Linked DNA regions of Zea mays: region 1 is linked to region 2. The links are chromatin contacts, called in public Hi-C maps. All regions are on one chromosome and are shown on one strand. Each heading gives the region's core, a stretch centred on a gene start, on an enhancer-like site or on the middle of the called end of the contact. The rest is flanking DNA. Distances are from core to core; before and after follow the strand shown. Region 1 holds the start of LOC100501213 (probable E3 ubiquitin ligase SUD1). Region 2 holds the start of LOC100275374.

Region 1 (2,700 bases), core at 34-2,533, 140 kb after region 2:
AACCGTTCCATCACATGGCCTTGATTATTCACATATCTATCTTACAAAAATAATTAGTTAGCTAGGCAACACAACATGAAAATAAAATATGAAACTACAATATGCAAATAAAATATGAAAGTACTATGTGGTGTCCTGTGGTGTGGGGCGATGTCGCGATGACGCGATCGGCGATGCCGCGGTGGGATGCAGGCGGCCGGCGGCGGCAGGCGGCCAACACAAGACGTGACGAAAGAGCTGAGATTCTGGCCTCCTGGGTGAACAACGAATGGGCCAATGGGGCATGGGCCGTGACCGGATGGACGCTGGAACGAAATGGACCTGAGACTCCTGCTCCCTCTAATCTAATCCTATATGGTATTATGAATATTACAAAAATTGATGTGGGGCCATGGCCCACATTGCCCACACTGTAGATCCGCCTCTGGACAGGTGTATATATCAAGAAATCGTTAGACACATTGTTAGCCTATAAATAAGTATTTCAGAGTTCACACACATACATATATATTTGAATCTCATTCAAAACAAGTTCACAAACAATGAATCTCATTCAAAACAAGATCTACTGGATTCATAAATTACCTAAATCGACGAAATGGACGAGCAGACCGCGCGGTGGAACTCTCCTCCGATGATGCCTCTACCTCCTTCGAACGTCGTCGCTTGCGGTTCCCCTTTGCGCTTCCCTGAGCAGATCCGACTTCTTCCTCTCCTCCCCCAACCTCCAAGCCTCCGGATCTGGGGGACGACTTTGCTTGCTCCAGGTTGCCGCGTCGGGGTCCGGTACCGCCTCCGCCTCCGGATCCAGGCTTGCCGCGCCTCCGGATCCAGGCTCGCCGCGCCCGCCTCCGCCTCCGGATCCACTCGCCGCGCCCGCCTCCGCCTCCGGATCCAGGCTCGCTGCGCCCGCCTCCGCCTCGTCCGGCGTGCTTCCCGGCTCCCCCGCTTCAGTCTCGCCTAGATGCGTCGCCCGAGCCTATGCCTGCCTCGCCTGCGCCTGCTCGTTGCCCGGGCGACGGAGCACGTCCCTGCCTCGTGCGCTCGGAGCACGTCCCTGCCTCGCGTGCCGCCGACCAGCCGCGGGCGAGGGAGCAAAACGCCGGCGCTCGGACGGAAGGCGCGTGCGCGTGCGGTAGTTTGCGCCGAGGAGAGGAGAGCGAGATAGAGTTATGCCAGATATAGCGTTCACTCTTACGCTGCATAGGGTAGCTCATCCTGTCTCCCGCTGCGGCAAAAATTTCTACGCTAAAGGATAGCGTTCGCGTGTCCAGTAGCGAGTGCGGCTAGCCTTATTACGCAGGACATGGGTTGGGACAGAAGAATTGCACTGGATTGCAGCAGACCAGCTCCCACATTCCCAATCCCACCGCCTCGTCAGCAGCGCGTACGAAGAACCCCACGACCCACGTTCTTTTCTTCCTCTTTTCGCTGCCATTTCCTCCCCCACCACACCAGGGCCCAGGCCACCGCCGCCTTCATCCCCTATCCGCGTACCGCCCCCCGGGCGATCGATCGAACGCGGCTAGCCTCGCCGCCGACCCGTCGAGGCAGCCATGGCGGAGATCGCCGAACGGGCCGTCGCGGGCGAGGTGCCGGAGGAGCCGCGGCCGCCGCACGGGGAGGAGGACGACGAAGGGGAGGAGGAGGGGGACGTGTGCCGGATCTGCCGTAACCATGGCGACGAGGATCACCCACTGCGGTACCCGTGCGCCTGCAGCGGCAGCATCAAGTTCGTGCACCAGGACTGCCTCCTCCAGTGGCTCGACCATAGCAACTCGCGCCAGTGCGAGGTAAAACCGCCTCCGTCCCTGCCCTCACCCCGCGGATGGATACGCCGCTGGGTCGTTGCTTTAGGGATTGGTTAGTTCGACTGCGTGGTCGAATCGATCGGCTGAATGTTGAGCTGGTGCTATTGGTGCTGTTTCTCTGCTTTGACATTATATTTGGGTCAAAATAGGGGATTAGGGTTGAAAATCATGACAATTGGATGCTTCTGATGATTATTCGGGTAGCAAAGGAATTTTCATAATGCTCTGATGCTGTTGTGGTTTCGGAGTATTTTCAGAGGCATAAAAATCTTTAATCTGTAGAGTCTGCCTGTGCTTCTTAGCAGTGAAACTATTCACTTGGTATTGATGACTGGTTTGCAGTTTCAGTTGCCTTGTCTTCTCGTAGGACCCCTTTGTAACAAGGGGAGAATAGATGAATTCTAGAGGATTGGAATCATTAGAAAGAACCCCCTATTGTATAATTCATTTGAGTGCAGATTTAGCTTAGTGCACTCGTTAGCTAAAATACCATGTTGCAATGTTTAAAAGATGGTCACAAAAACCATGTATATAGTACACATAAAGTTAAGAATAGCTATAATATTTCAGTTTGAAATTCATCATAGATGTAGAGAAGCAAAATAGACAAGCAGTCAACCTGGCACTGTCCATCATGTGCTGACAGTCAGTCAGTCACACTTCTGTTTTTTTAATCTCAATACTAAAGATGAATTTCAAACTGAATTGTTACGGCTTTAGGTGAACTTAATGATTTTTGTGATGATTTTTTAAACATTGCAACATGGTATTTTAGCTAAAGAGGGCGCCATATAATTTTCCAATTCATTTTGTTAGTCTATGGCAAATGACTGAACAAGTGTTTGTTGGGGGTTCCTAGCACAACTCAATGGCTGGGTGGTAATGGCTT
Region 2 (2,731 bases), core at 91-2,590:
CAACTATTCAGGTCAGCTTGAGAGGAAGAAGGAAGAACTAAGCATTGTTAACTGTTAAGCATGGTTGGTGATATAATAAACAAGTGTCTAAGTTTAGACAATCTTGATACCTTGTTCACTTCTCTCTTTTCATCTGGGCTACTGCTCCTGTCAGCCGATTTCTCAAACAGTTTGAGTATCTTGAAGGCGCGGTTCTTGGCATCGGTCAAATCCGAAGCAGAGGACATCTCCTTGACGATGACCTCAGCCCATCCAGAGCAATTGGTGGGAATGGTTTCTTCTTTTAGGTAAACTGCAGTAACCATCGATGCAGTAAGGTTTAAGTTAACGGTAGCTGATTCAAATGATTAAATAACTTTGGTTTCATGAAAATATATCGATATATGAAACATGGCATCAGTGTGACTTTTTTTATTTTCTTAATTGTGATGGAAATATAGGAAGATATTAGTGCTGATATTTTGGCTGCAATATATGCAGATGCTGCGTACCATCAGATTCAGATTCAGATAGAATGCTATCTCCTTCCTCGTTGTCGGATGGAACATAGTTGATGGCAGAAGCAGATTCTTTGCTTCTTTCTGCCAAATAATCTTTGTATGCTCTGATCGCAGCATCCAGGACATTTCCTGACGCTTGTAAATGGTTTTGTAGAACCTTGCAATTAAGGGGAAAAGGTTTTAGGTGCATAAATCCTATGGTAACAACAATGGCAAAGTCTTTTAGTTCCAAATAAGTTGGATAGGCAGTAGGTTAGAGTTGAAACCAACAGAAATCACTAAGTACAGGTTTAGCCGTTTAGGCACATAGATAGAGCTGTATTTTATCATGCACTCCTATTTAAGGTTAAATATTTGAGCTCAAGCCAACTTATGTTCGACAGGCCGATTGAAATTCAAAAGGCACTGAATTTCGCAGTCAACTATGTATTGTAAAGATATCAAGCTAGTTGCAGCACAAAGCCACCGTGATTGATTAGGACTAATAATCAGTAAACAATCTATGTACGAAATTTGATCGTTAAACGCGCATCGACGCACCTGCCGATCCTCGCCCGGGAAGATGAGATGGAGTGCCTCGACCGGGTCGAACTCCAGCGGGAAGCTGAGGCCGAGGTCGGCGGCAACAATCGACGACGAGCACCGGCCGCGCTTCGTCTGCAGGCACGGCAGGTCGCCGGGGAAGGAGAAGGGGTCATCGAGGAAGGCCGCCGTCCCTCGCTTCCGGCTTGCCACAGTCGTCGCCGCCATGATGTGGGTGGAGGGGAGGGTTCCGCCCGGCAATGTCCTTGGATTTTTCGGACTGGCCGATTGAAGTCGCAGAAGCACAAATCGGAGCGCGATTTCACGGCCGCTCGTGGGGTGGGGGCGTACGCGGTTATATATAGTGGTCGCGGCGGTCGGGTCGCGGAAGGCGAAGTCTTGGAGGACACGGCCGGCCGGGTTGCCGACCTGCCATGCGATGGACCACGGCCCATGGACTCGATCGCGACCGTCTATGGGCCCCACCAGCTCGGGCTTTTTTCAGCACAAAAGTTGGACTCGTCCTCGTGCTGTCGTGCATGCATGACAACGGCACCGTCTCAGAGTTTCCTTTTATTGAACTAATAGCTTATTAAATCTTAAAATAAAGTTAGAAATATCTAAACACTCAGGACATATTTATGAGGGCTCCCAAACTGACTTAAGATCCGGCTTCGACTCTTGGACGAGCTTTTCCAAACAGTCTAAAAAAGAGCTCACAGTAAAGAGAAGGCGGAGCCAAAAAAAATGGCTAAAAAGAGCTTTTCCAAACTGATTTAAGATCCGCCTGAAACCATTTTTTATAGAGAAGGTGGAGCCAAAAAAAATTTGGCTCATAGCGGCTCTTCCCCTACTCTTCTTGCCTTTCTCTTGTGCCAAGAGTAACCATTTCGTTAGTCGATTTGTTAAAAAACACTAGCTTCTATAGATAAATTGTTTTTGAAGAGAAGGTAGAGCCGAAGTCATTTTTGGTGAAGCCGGAGCCGTGGCAAACAAGCCCTCACTTTGACTTAAAAACCTAAGCCCAAGTAGACAAATTTCACCGCAAGAAAAAGTAGAAAACTAACAGTGCGGTAAAAAGATCTAGCACATAAGTAGCAGTGCACGGAATCGGATTATGGACTTGTTAAAAAAATGAGGCAAAACGTTATCCAAAATAGCTGAATTTATTAAGCAAGTATTGATATTCAGCGTTATCCAAGTATGCGAAGTTTCCAGGTTCTGCTCGTGGACCAGACCTAGCTAGGTCACGGGCACTCGGGCGGAGGGGACAAGCAGGAGGTGGTGGAGCCGTCGAGCCGTGACCCCCATCTTCTCGGTCATGTCTACATCCGCGGCCGTCATCCCAGGCGGCAGCTCCCAGTCAAAATGGTAGAGGAGGCTAGCGAGCGCAAGCTCCATGCTCACGAGCCCAAACGCCATGCCCGGGCACATCCTTCGTCCTGCCCCGAACGGTAGGTAGTCGAAGTCCGTCCCCTTGAAGTCGACGCTGCTGCTTTCAAATCTCTCAGGCACGAACTCCTCAGGCCTGTCCCAGTGGCTGGGGTCCCTAGCGATCGCCCACGCGTTCACGAACACCATCGTGCCCGCCGGCACGTCGAACCCCTGGACCTGGCACGAGCTCCGGCACTCCCGTGGGAGCAGGAGCGGCAAGGGTGGGTGGAGCCGAAGGCCCTCCTTGATGACCAGGTGCATGTAGCGCAGGTTGC

Evidence for each region. Hi-C and Micro-C count contacts between places; a contact is called where the count stands out from the background.
Region 1: a Hi-C map of tassel shows a contact between it and region 2, with 2.6 times the contacts expected there. The contact joins the promoter of LOC100501213 here to the promoter of LOC100275374 in region 2. A contact is called at or near these places in 2 of 25 Hi-C or Micro-C datasets (leaf and tassel).

What each region holds. Positions count from the first base shown.
Region 1 is chr6:107,146,756-107,149,455 of Zm-B73-REFERENCE-NAM-5.0, forward strand. LOC100501213 (probable E3 ubiquitin ligase SUD1) reads left to right here and starts at 1,284. Exons shown (of 9, transcript XM_008650826.3): 1 at 1,284-1,793. The coding sequence starts at 1,557. It overlaps LOC103629712, which reads right to left and starts at 1,255. Exons shown (of 5, transcript XM_035960096.1): 1 at 1-1,255.
Region 2 is chr6:107,010,365-107,013,095 of Zm-B73-REFERENCE-NAM-5.0, forward strand. It overlaps LOC100275374, which reads right to left and starts at 1,341. Exons shown (of 5, transcript NM_001371650.1): 1 at 1,041-1,341; 2 at 492-657; 3 at 111-292. The coding sequence starts at 1,250. LOC103629710 (zealexin A1 synthase-like) reads right to left here. Exons shown (of 2, transcript XM_008650823.4): 2 at 2,170-2,731. The coding sequence ends at 2,265.